Linked DNA regions of Rattus norvegicus: regions 1 and 3 are each linked to region 2. Evidence: chromatin contacts called from public Hi-C data. All regions are on one chromosome and are shown on one strand. Each heading gives the region's core, a stretch centred on a gene start, on an enhancer-like site or on the middle of the called end of the contact. The rest is flanking DNA. Distances are from core to core; before and after follow the strand shown. Region 1 overlaps Egln3 (egl-9 family hypoxia-inducible factor 3). Region 2 has its middle 200 kb from the start of Sptssa. Region 3 has its middle 110 kb from the start of Egln3.

Region 1 (3,866 bases), core at 605-3,104, 300 kb after region 2:
CCAAGTGCTGAGATGCCAGGCTTGACCCAGTATACCCTGATTCTGCATTGCTTATCTTGGAGTCGAAGGAAGGCAGTGTCATTCCTGGCCCCTCCAGAAAGAACAGCACTTATTTCAGATATCACTTCCCTTGGTAGTTTGGAAGCGGTGTTGAGTGGTGGAAAGTCGGCACTTCGGAACACTGGCTCCCCTACTTAGCTTTGTGACATCCAGTCCCTTCCTGGAGTCTGACTCTTGGTTCTCACTTTTGGTTGTGGGTTTTGCAGTTTTAAAAGTAGGTTTAGATAGAAAGCCCAGATTGACCTTGAACTTGTGACCAGGACCTTAGGCTTCTGCTAAAGACCAGGATTACCAGTATGTGGGGTCATACCTGGCAGTTCCCTACAACTTGTCTGTTGGGTCCATAGCTGTCTTTGAGGAACTTTGGGACCCATTGAATTAATTGCTTGACTTGGAGCCAGGCATCCTTATTTCTAGTTCCCTTTACATTCCTCAAAACCACAGAGGCATCCATTCCTCTCTGAGAAGCCCCCTCCTCCTACCCCTGGTAAAGGTCTTCTGGATGCCCGCCCCGCTTTAAGCCAGCAGTCTGCATCAAGTGAATTCTAATTAACGTGACTGTAGACGTTTTTGCGGCTTGTGAATTCTAATTAATGTGCCAGTAGCAGAGTTCAGATGTCTCCCAAACTAGCTTCATGCCCTCGCAGGGAAAATTGATCTCTTCCCTGGGATGCTTTTACTTGGTGTTTCTCATTTTCTTTTATGAACTTTTATGTTTCTTCAAAAGAAAAAAAAATTTTTTTCTGAATTGGCCATTTATCAGTTGACTTTGAAGCCAGTTTGGGAACCATAGTTTGTGTTGACATGACCTAATGAAGGAAGATGCTAGAAAGAATCCCCAAACATCCCAGAACATGGAAGGACAGCGTAACTGGCTGGGGAATGGCCCTGGGCTAACATGGGGAGTAGGCATTGGGAAAGGAGAGGGAGGGGAAAGCCCAGGGGCCTGTGTGGGGAGATGGGGTTGGGTTGTTTCTGCAGTGGTAACACAAGCCAGCGCTGCTGCTTTGCCACCAGATCTTTCCTGTCATTTCCTAAGCCATAGAGCTTGACAGCTATTTGCATGCCATTCTATAAGGTATTTAAGTCACCTCGGGATGACTTACAGACAGAACATGGGAAGGTGTGGGTAGGCCGACTCTCCACACCATTTTATGTGGAGGACTTTAGCATGTATTTTGGTATCTGAGGTAGGTCCTGGGGTTGTACCTTACATAGAACTGACGACCTTAATTCCCCCAGAAAGCTTGGGGACAAGCTAGTTAGTCTTGCGTCTTAGATGGCTTTCTTGTTAAGCTTTGGATTTCAGCCTGCTTGAGTGTTCGTGCAGTAACTGCATGTGAGCACTGCGTCTCCTGAGTTCCGACCGCACTGTCTTCTGGGTTGTGGAATCTTAGAGTGGGTGCGTTTTCTTTCCTAAGCTCTGGAATGCAAAGTTAGGATTCTCCTATCTAATCAGTGTTGCTTGAAGCCCCACCCCACCCCACCCTCACCCCAGGACATTTGATTGGTAGCTGTATCTGTTAATAAAGTCTTTTCTTACGGCTCACATTTAAACTGCCGTGAATTCCTTCCTGTTCTTTGGGATTGATTTAAGAAGGAAGCATACAGAGACCCATCCACAGCTGGCGTGGCCTTTCTCTACTGTGTGTGGTCTTCAGGGCACTACAGGTGAAGTTTGATTTTTCTGATAAGTTTTGTTTCTCACATTAAGGAAGTCAAATGCTGTGAGTCCCAACCCCACGTTGCCTTTCTGGTGACTAATGCATTTGTTCTCCAGGGACATGTGGTAACCTCTAGGTCCGTGTAATAACCTGGGTTAATGACTCCCTCTGAGAACGTGTGAACAACAGCCTTGACTCTGGGCAAGCTTCTGCTCACCCTTCCAGTAACCAGGCAATTAGACAGGTTCTGTGGAAGTGCTACCTGGGCGCTGAAGCTTTAGGAAGTGACATCTGCTAACATCTGGGCCAAAGCCTTGGGAAAGAGATGGCTAACCACTCCTCTCAGTGTCCTCTGGCTTGCTGGCCTGGCTGATTTTGTAATTGCCAGGAGGAAGCCCTTGCTGAAAGCCTTTCTCTGGTGACTGGAGAACGGCGGGGGAGGAGCCAGGGCTCCCCAGAGTCTGTCCCCTCCCCTGGCTGCCTGGCGGTGTGCTCGGGTGTGGGCTGGCCGCCACTCTCACGAAGCGCACGTAGCCCTGTCACTCAGTCATCTCCCAGCTGGCCTAGAGCCAGACCTCCACGGGAAGGGCTGCTTTCCCAAACCCAGACAGCCTGCGCTGATATGTGGATGTTACCAGGCCTGTTTACTGTGCCTAATTGCAGGACTTAGAAGAATCCCCTTCAAGCCAAGGAATTAGCTCTAGCTGAGAAAGGAGTGAAAATTGTCTCTTCAAGCCCCAGTCTCCTGAGAGTTTCAGGGGCTTCCTTGGGGGAGAGTGACTCACTCAGAACTCTGTGCACAAAGCGGGGACCCTCTGCGCAGTGGAATCTCAACGGGATACCATTAGATATTATAGTCTTGTGGTCTCCCATAGTTTTGTGCAAACTTGTGGACATATGTGTGTGTTGTGTGTGCGTGCGGGGGCGGTGTCTATGTACCCTCGTGAGTGTTTCTTAGAGTGTGGATCAGGAGCCAGTTTCTTTAACATGAAGATCTCAAAAGACGATGCTGGTACTTGGTACCTGTTAACTCATCAATATCACAGAACAACTACATAGGTGGTTATCTTCGGCATAATTGCTGGTGTTTGTCTGATCTGGAAGCTAGGGCCAAGTTCACCGAGGAGTGGCTGGAAAGTGAAGATGGTGAATTAATCTTCCCTTCTAGGTGCAGTGCCCCAGCCAGAACAGGAAGGGCAGGCAGACCCACTTCAAAGGAACTCAGCCGTTTGTAACACCCATTTGCAAAAGTCCTGAAGTTCCTTCTTGGTTGTGCAATTCAGGTGGAAGGGCACGCACATCACCACACCGCCTTGGCAGTGGTGTTAATGTGTAGCAGTACTCTGGGCGTGTGGGGTCAGGGAACGGCGCTGGTTTTAGTGTGAGCGTCAGGCATGTGAGGCGGGCAGAAGGAGTTTTCCTTATGAGACCAGACAGATAGGGAACATGAGCGATTTGGAGTTGGTTGAAAAGGACTATATACTTGACGTGCCCTGGACTCTGTCATCTTGAAACTTTGGGAAGAAAAGTGGGGGGGAGCTGGACACAGCCATGCTGCTGCCCACCAAACCACACTTTCTTTTCTTCCCCTCACTGGGTCACGTTGGCCTCTAACCAGAGGCACTCTAAGGGAGGAAATGGAAGGGCCTGATCGGAACCTTTGATAGGGATAACAAGCAAGATGCTAAGATAACTAATGACAGTTTGAGCCCTCGCCTACCTTTGTTCTCCGAGTGCTGGAGTTGCCTTCAGCTCCTTTCTTTACCCCATAAGTGCTTGAAATACATTTGTAAAAATTCTGAACCTGGGCAGTGAGGTGGCCCACCTGGTCGGGGAGCTTGCTACCCCTATGCTTGAGCACCTGAGTTTAGTCCTGGGGGACTCACAGGGAAGGAGAGAAGTGACTCCCGCCAGTTGTCCTCTGGCCTCTGAGTGTGTACACAGAAGCTTACACACACACACACACACACACACGCACACGCACGCACACACACGCACGTACATGCACACAAATCATAATAAGAAGAGTTTAAGAAGCCACTAAAAAATATTTCTAAAGCATTTCTAGTGTGGTTTCTTCTTCATATCCAGACCTTCCTTTTTGTTCCATTTCATATGGCTGGCTCAGCTGGTGGCTACTGT
Region 2 (3,720 bases), core at 1,101-3,600:
CCCTTTCTCATACTTAAAAGAATGAAGTGACACTTGGCTTAAGAACTTCATATTCAAGTTGGCGCCATATTTAAAACAGGCCTAAGTAGCACTTCTCTGACTGATGTGGCAGGAGTGCTCCTTGTACCTGCTTGGAGGTCAGGAGGGCATAGAAGTGCAGCTTGAGTGAGTGCATTATTGTGTTTGAGGATTACAGAGTGGGAAGAAATCATCCGTCTTCAGCAGAATATAAATACAGGAACAAGGAATGTAAGCACACCTCTCACACGATGGTGGAGGGAGCTGAGCCTAAGTGTAAATGTTTGGAGCCAAAGTATAAGCGGGCAGCTGGGACAGCATCCAGAGCACGGGGTCTGCTACCCTTCACCCTGGGCCCGCATCTCTCTCCCATGCAGCTCTTTGCTGTTTGCTTCTAATGGATCCCTGAGCACCTAGAGACAGAGGCCAAATCTGGCTTGGTGATCACCTTTTTCATCTGTCCCCTGACCCTTCCGATTCACCCCAAATTTCCATCCCAGCATCCCTGTCACCAATAGTTTATGTAAGAAGGCGGGGTACTGGATACGCTGGCACGTACGGGGACCCCCTTCCTTTTAGGAGCATCAAGCTCTTCTGACTTGTTCCCTAAATCAGATGGGATCATCAATATCTATTTCCCATAGTTCTTTGTTCTGTTCCCCACTAGCCTCGTGATGACCGGGCTGCTGGGTGGGTTGAAAATCTGTTCAAGTCTAAGTGTGGCAAGGATGGCTAGCTGTCCGCTAAATGTGTGTGCTGTTTCTTCGGAACCCCAAGCAAGACCGTTTCCCAGAAACCCTAGCATCTTAGTGTGGTCTGCAAATGAATCATTGCTGATGAGATGTGAGTAAATGTGACGTGGGCTGTGACTATTTGCTAATTTGCCCTCAGATCCACGTCCTTGTCCTCTTCCTGCACTGCTCATTTGTGTTGGAATGGCCCTGCTGGGTTGGACAGAGAGGAACTGGCGGGGTATGAGAGGGAGGGTAGTACAGGATCTATTTTAGGCCCTATATTTTGGCTTCAGGTAACACCTCTGTGGTCTCAGATAAAATATTCCAAGTTTCTATGGCTCTAGTCTGTAAATATACATATATCTAGAAAGACCATTTAAAGCACTTGTCAGTTATGTATGTCATGAAAACAAAGCAGGGAGGATCTCCCACTACTAGGACCCTTTGAGAAGTGTTGCAGCCAGAGTCTTGAGGTGATAGTAAGTCTAAAAAGGAATATGGAGAAGCCCCTCCTATGTGCAGGACTGAATGAGCTGCCTTCTAGCTTTCCTAACCCCATGCCCACCACTCTTCCTACTCGGGAAACCACTCTTCCTTTTCTTTACACAGACACAGTTCATACAGTTCTGTCACTTAAGGCACGTGGTTAGTACTGTTCAGCACATTCCCAGGGCTGAACAACCATCACCACAGTCAATTTTAGAGCCTTCCAACCCCTCTCAGCTATTACCGCTCACCTCGCCCCTACATTCCCTAATTGTATAAAAATAAAATCTTTGTTTCCATCCTAAAGGGAGAACATTAATCTGCATTAAATATGAAGGAGTCATTCAGCATACAATCCACTGTGGTGCCTGGCTTTTTTCACTTAGCACGATGACACTCTCCTCTTTCTTTGGAGTCTTAGTGTGTGTCAACGCTCCATTTCTTTCTGAGGAATGAGGAAGAGGCTATTCCAGCGTATGATCCAGTCATCATAGATCTTTGTTTCCACTGTTTAAGCTGTCGTGAATCATTTTGCTGGAATATCCACGTGTACATTTTTATTTAGACGTAGGTTTTCATTTCTCTTGGGTGCATACCTGAAAGTGTCTGACCTGTCCAGGGCTGCTTATAAAGTCCCAGGGTTGGAATGAGAGGACAACTTGTTTCCACTTTACCACTAGAAGCTTGGCTTCTAATGTGTGTGCACTTTTATTTATTTATTTTTTTAACCTATGAACTTGTACTCGGCAGCCCCAGCCCCGTGTGTTTGTTTTGGCCTACGTCAGCGTCACGGCATCCTGTTTTCTGTTGTTACCGCAGGCCTTCCTCATTCCTCCCGCTTCCATTTTGCTCACTGTAGGTTATTTTTCTTCCTTTGAGGCCTGTGTTTTGATTTTGGTGGGAATCTCACTGACTGTAGAAAAAACAAGAGGGATATCCCAGTTTCCATCACATTAAAGAGGGCATCACGTGTGAGAGGACAGGGGAGGCACGAGGAAAGAGCTCAAACCCCTGGAAGCCAGAGGAGGCACAGGGCTGGTCTCCACAGTGCCTGTGCCCTGGGCTGCTCTCCTGGCCTCCACCCAGCTCGCCCTGGCTCTTTACACAGTACGTGCTCCTCAGCACTTGTGTGAAACACCTGCTCATGGTGATTGCCAAAGGCCCAGGAGCTGTTGGAGACTCTATATCCTGTTTGGGAATTGTTTCAAATGAAACCAATGACTCTTCCCTGCATCAAGACGGGTGTTTTTTAAGGGCAAAGGAGGGGATCTACAAGGACTGGTGCTTCAGGGAAGTGGTGCTCTGCACAGCAACCTCAATCTGCCCGTGGCACCTCCCCCTCTTTGCAGGTTCTCAGGGGCTGGAGGACAGCCCCAAGCTGCTGTGGGAAGGTCCTGGGAATCTGGGTAAAGATGCTTCCCGGTATCTTCTCCACCTTGATCCTCTGGTCAACTTTTCTTCTCCGTGTTCCTCATTCCACTGACATTTGCTGAGAGTCCTGTGCCCAGTGCAGCTCCCGCCCCTGGGACACAGGTCTGTTCTCTGATTTCCTGGGATTTACAGCCTTTAATTTCCCGTTTCTTTCCACGGTTTTCTCTAGCCTCCTTTTACTCCTTTCTGGTTTTCCTGTTCTTTTCTGTGCTCATGCGTTAAAGGGACAGACATATAAAGGACGTGTTCCCACGTCAGTGTTTCGTTGTCTGCATTTACGGGCAGAGACAATTTAGAGCTGGGAGGCCTAAGGGTCGGTAACCTGGGTCTGCATTGGCCTCATCTCTTGAAGAAGACGAGCAGAATTCAACATCTCTATTAAGAAATTTGATAACGGCCAGATGTGGTAGTGCACTCCTGCCATCCTAGCACAGCTGCTCTCAACTTGTTGTGGTGGTCCCCAACCATAAAATCACTTTGTTGCTACTTCATAACTACAATTTTGCTACTGTTATGAGTAGTAGTGCATATCTGATATGTAGGAATCTTGATATGCAGCCCTCAAACGGGTGGTGACCTACGGGTTGATAAACATTGTGCTAGCATTAAGAAGGTAGAAGCAGGCAGAACCAGGACCACCAGTGCTATACAGTGAGACTCATTAATAAAAATATCCCATACCCACAACCAACCAACCAACCAACCAACCCCCACTCCCCACCTCTGCAAAATGCATCCTCATCTAACCTATGCTCTGGTGGTAATGCTGCCCAGTGAAATTAAGCTCTAGGGAGTGTGTGTGTGTGTGTGTGTGTGTGTGTGTGTGTGTCCACACACATGCTTGAGCATACAAGACTATCCTCCTAGCCAAACAACTGTCATCTCGGGGGTTCGACTGTTCCTGTTTGCCAAAGATTGTCCCCACTGCTGGGACTGTGGATGGGTTACATCCCCTCACAGAGGGGTGGGAAGGGTGCCGAGCCTGTGAAGGTCATCTGTGTACCTAGCTGCTTCCAATCACCCACAGCCCTTCCCCAAGTGCACTTGGCCT
Region 3 (4,131 bases), core at 95-2,594, 390 kb after region 2:
CTCAGCTTCTCTGTCACCTTCGATTCCTGGGTCTTGTCTGAATTGATGCAGCCATGACTGAGTAGGTACCACTCATAGTAGCTAAGGGGCATATAAGAAGACAACCTGTTTCTGCTGTTTACAGAGGCAATGACCGGGAGGCTAACAGCTATCCCACCATGTAGTGAGCAGTATAGGGGAAGCCTGCAGCCTTCGAACAATAAGCATACAGATGAGAAGGAATTACGCTCTAAGAAGGGCAGTGGAAGGGTCTAGTGGACAGTAGTTCCTGGGGGAACACATAGAACATGGGAACAGTTCACAAAACCCTCAGATCTGTGCCAGGTGCTTTATGCTTTGCTGTGTTCAAGTTTAGGAAGTAGGAGAGGATATAAACCCAGAATGAACTTTTTGATGGCAATGTGGATGGTTTGGGGGATCACCAGAATGGGGAACCAAGTAGCAAGCTATTGCTTTAGTGACAGGGATGGCGAGGGCTTGGCCTTGGCAGTGGGAGGGTCTATGGGAGGAGAGCTAGGACCAATTGGTGCAAATGGGGAGGGACAGAGTTGTCACTGTGGTGTGAGATTCCTCATTGGTCTGTGTTGGCAGTGTCCCTCTTTGATGAAGGGCTCAAAGAAAGGCCAAGGCTTGTTTTAGGTAAAAGATAATTAGCTCCATTTGTGGCAAGGAAGTGAAGAGATATGAGGCTTTGGTAATCAGGAGACCAATGTCTATGATTACTTGCAAAGGGCCCAGGCCTAGAACCAGCCCCATAGGTAGCTAGAACGTGTGTCCCTTGCATCTGGACTCCTGAGTCTCATATGTCTGGAGCCCTGGCTTGTTGTTGCTGGTTACCCACTAGGTCTCTGGCTATTTCACGGTGGCTGCTACCCTGCACACCTACTCTTGATGTCTCAGGAGTAATTGACTGGTGTTTCCTCCTCCTAAAGGCCCTGGTACTCCCTGAGCACTGCATATCTTAGATTAGCATATGCTAACCCTGCTGCTGACAGTCTCTATGGGTCCTTCAGCCTGTGGCCTCAGCCTTGAGCTGAGAACAGCTCAGAAATCCCTTTCCGACCTGTGGGGGACTTTCTAGAAGCCAGTCTTTGTAGCTGACATTCACCTTGCCTGGTCTGGAGGAGAGGGTGAAACGATTTGACTTTTAAATAAATAAATACATAAAAAAAGGTTCAGGCCTCTCTGTAGTTAGCAGGTTGGGAATTTTCTGTAGCCACTTACGGAAGAGAAGAAAGCTTTCAGATTAGCAACTTCTGTCTTTCAGAAGGCAAACAGAGGTGAGAGTCTCAATAAATCAAACATGAAGGTGTTGCCCCCAAGTGGCACAAAAGAGATTAGAGTCCAACTATCAGTTTCTATTAATGGCTCTTGAAGGCTTATGGAAGTAGGGTTGTTTTTAAAGGACACTGGCGAATTGCTGAGTTTGCAATTGGGTGGGGGTGGAGTCGTCTTTATGGTTATTTTTACGTTAGTGGTTGTTCCTATCCCAAGCCGGTGTGGCCCCACCTCTGCTACCGGCACCTGTTTTCAGCCCCTGCCCCACCACCCCTAGGCACCATTCTGTGGGTGTTTATCTGGAGTCAGATCCAGAGCAACTTGGGCTGCCTTATTTTTACTTATCCTGTGTCGACCTGCACATCTTCTCACATTGCCTTTCTGGGCAATGTCCTAGACCTTCGTCTTATGCTCTTTGGAAGGCAGAGTGCTAGTCTTAGTTCGTTTGGGTGAACTTGGCTAAGACTCCCCCCTCCCTTTTTTTTTCAAGACAAAATCTCTCTGTGTAGTCCTGGCTGTCCTGAAGCTCGCTTTGTAGACCAGGCTGACCCTGAACTCTCAGAGGTTCGCCTGTCTTTACTAGGCTTTACCGTGCACCACCACACCTGGCTCCCCACCCAAGCTCTTTTAAAGTTTTATTGTTGTTGTTGTGCTTCTCAATTCTTTGGCCCTGGATGGATCCCCAATCCATACAGTAATGGAGGTGGCTACACATTGGCAAAGTATGAGCCACTCTAGGAGGCATGTCATCCTGCCTGCTTCCTTTTATCCTCACATTTTCCACTGTGAGAGAAACCCATGTGTGTTGGCTAGTTTTATGTCGTCTTGACACAAGCTAGGGTCACTGAGGAAGAGGGAATCTCAATCGAGAAAATGCTTCCATAAAGTCTAACTGTAGGCCATTTTCTTATTCAGTGATTGATGGGGGAGGGCCCATTCCACTGTGGGTCGGACCACCCTTGGGGTGGAGGTCTTGGGTTTTATAAGAAAGGCTGAGCAAACCATGTTAAGTAAGCTACTAAACAACACCCCTGCATGGTTTCTGCCTCATCTAGGAACTCTAGGTTCCAACCCTGTTTGAGTTCCTATCCGGATTTCCTTCAGTGATGTAGAAGTATAAGTCAAATAAACCCTTGTGGTATGTGTTTCGGGGTCCAACTGTGGTTCCACATCCTTCACTTCCTCTAAGGATGCCCAGATGCCACTTCATACCAGGCTAGAAGTGATGTCCAAAGGGGATGGGGTTCTGTGGGATCCCAGGCCATCTGGGAGTGAGTGGGGGAGGGTGTGTGTGTGTGTGTGTGTGTGTGTGTGTGTGTGTGTGTGTGTGCGCGCGCGCGCGCGCGCGCAAGAATCTAGACTGCTTCTCTGAGGATGTTAGTGTTACAGACAAAGGCCTTCTCCCAAACATCTCTCTGAGACAATCTTAGCTTGTGTGCACACATTTATTTGGGGTGGCTTGTGTGAATACATTTTATGGGGGTGAACCAGGGCTATCTACAGACTTTGGAGAGTGGGAAAGGGTCTTCAGGTTAAATGAACATCGTTGGTTAGAGTTTAATGTTCTGTAAATGTCTCACATGCATGGAGAAGCATTCCAGGAATCCCAGGTAACTTGCTGGGCAGATCTTATTGGGAAAAGAGGAAGAGGGTGCGGTGTGGAGGAAGGGAAAAGAGGAAGTTGAAAGTGTAGGTCTGCCAAGGACTGACTGACCTTCCCCAGCTGGAGGGTGTGGGGTTTTTGGCTCCCAAACAAGTTCAGAGAAGGAAAAGCCCTTCTGGTAAAGGGAGTCCTCCCTCAGCTAAGCTCAAAGCTCCATTCAAGGTGGAACTCTACATTAATTAGTAGGCAAACCCTTTTCTCCCCGGGTTGCTTTGGTCATGGTGTTTCATCATAGCAACAGTAACCCTAAGAAGCATGTGTGCTGCAAAGTTTTAGATCAACTGAGGGGAAGGAACCTCAGTTGAGAAAATGATTCTGTAACTTCTGAGTAGAGGGCATTTTCTTAATTGATGATTGATAGAGGAGGGACCAGTCCATGGTGGGTGGTACCATCCCTAAGGTAGTGGTCCTGGGTTCTATAGGACAACAGACTGGGAAAGCTAGGGTCAACCATAACCAGCACCCTTCTATGGCCTTTGTATCAGCTGCTGCCTCGTTTGTATCAGGTTCCTGCCCTGCTTGGGTCCCTGTCCTGACTTCCTTCAGAGATGGATTATGGTGTGGAAGTGTGAGCTGAATAAACGCTTTCCTCCACAACTTGCTTTTGGTTGTGGTGTTCTATCACAGCAGTAGTAGCCCTAAAGAGGATACTGTGGCTGACGTGCGGACCATGGCATGGTATACAGGACAGGTCTTACTGCCCCAGCAGGCAGCCGTGTCTCACATGGTGCCAAGAGACATCTCTCCTCTCCTCCCTTTAGGTCCAAGGGGGAACTCTGATGCAAGAGCAGTTCCTTCGGTGTCTTTGTAAGCTGGTTCTTTGTGAAAACTTCCCGAATGCCATCCCCACCCCCAAGATGGGAACAAAGAGAGATACTCTTCGCCATGTAAGTTGTACTTTCAATTCCACTTTCACACAAAATGGATCCCAACCAGGCTAAGGGAGTAGAAATGTTTTGATTGTGAATAGAACCGTCAGAAAAACTTCATCCACTCTGTCCCTCCTCACAACCCTCCTAACTCTAATGGGCCTGCTCTTGCTCAGTTCCCAACCTCGGCTGTCATCACAGGACAGAGAAATTGGAGCACTGATTCCATATGTCTTTTGACATGTTATACCGAACTAACCTTCAACCTCCCTAGATCTCAGTCACAACAGCCGAACGATGGGAATGGCCACCGTTATCTTT

Evidence for each region. Hi-C and Micro-C count contacts between places; a contact is called where the count stands out from the background.
Region 1: a Hi-C map of liver shows a contact between it and region 2, with 3 times the contacts expected there. The contact joins two enhancer-like sites. A contact is called at or near these places in 7 of 12 Hi-C or Micro-C datasets (frontal cortex, hepatocytes, kidney and 2 more).
Region 3: a Hi-C map of psoas muscle shows a contact between it and region 2, with 3 times the contacts expected there. The contact joins two enhancer-like sites. A contact is called at or near these places in 11 of 12 Hi-C or Micro-C datasets (the A7r5 cell line, the Rat2 cell line, Schwann cells and 7 more).

What each region holds. Positions count from the first base shown.
Region 1 is chr6:77,397,474-77,401,339 of GRCr8, reverse strand. All of the region lies in intron 1 of Egln3 (egl-9 family hypoxia-inducible factor 3), which reads left to right. Among named protein-coding and RNA genes, the nearest start is that of Egln3, 12 kb to the left of the region's middle. Within about 2 kb of position 1,854, at least 42 of the 93 cell types and tissues checked have an H3K27ac peak or open chromatin away from gene starts, as enhancers often do. A contact at or near this core is called in liver, where this site is marked.
Region 2 is chr6:77,694,476-77,698,195 of GRCr8, reverse strand. No RefSeq gene overlaps it. Among named protein-coding and RNA genes, the nearest start is that of Sptssa, 200 kb to the left of the region's middle. Within about 2 kb of position 2,350, at least 7 of the 93 cell types and tissues checked have an H3K27ac peak or open chromatin away from gene starts, as enhancers often do. A contact at or near this core is called in liver, where this site is marked.
Region 3 is chr6:77,301,719-77,305,849 of GRCr8, reverse strand. No RefSeq gene overlaps it. Among named protein-coding and RNA genes, the nearest start is that of Egln3, 110 kb to the left of the region's middle. Within about 2 kb of position 1,344, at least 2 of the 93 cell types and tissues checked have an H3K27ac peak or open chromatin away from gene starts, as enhancers often do.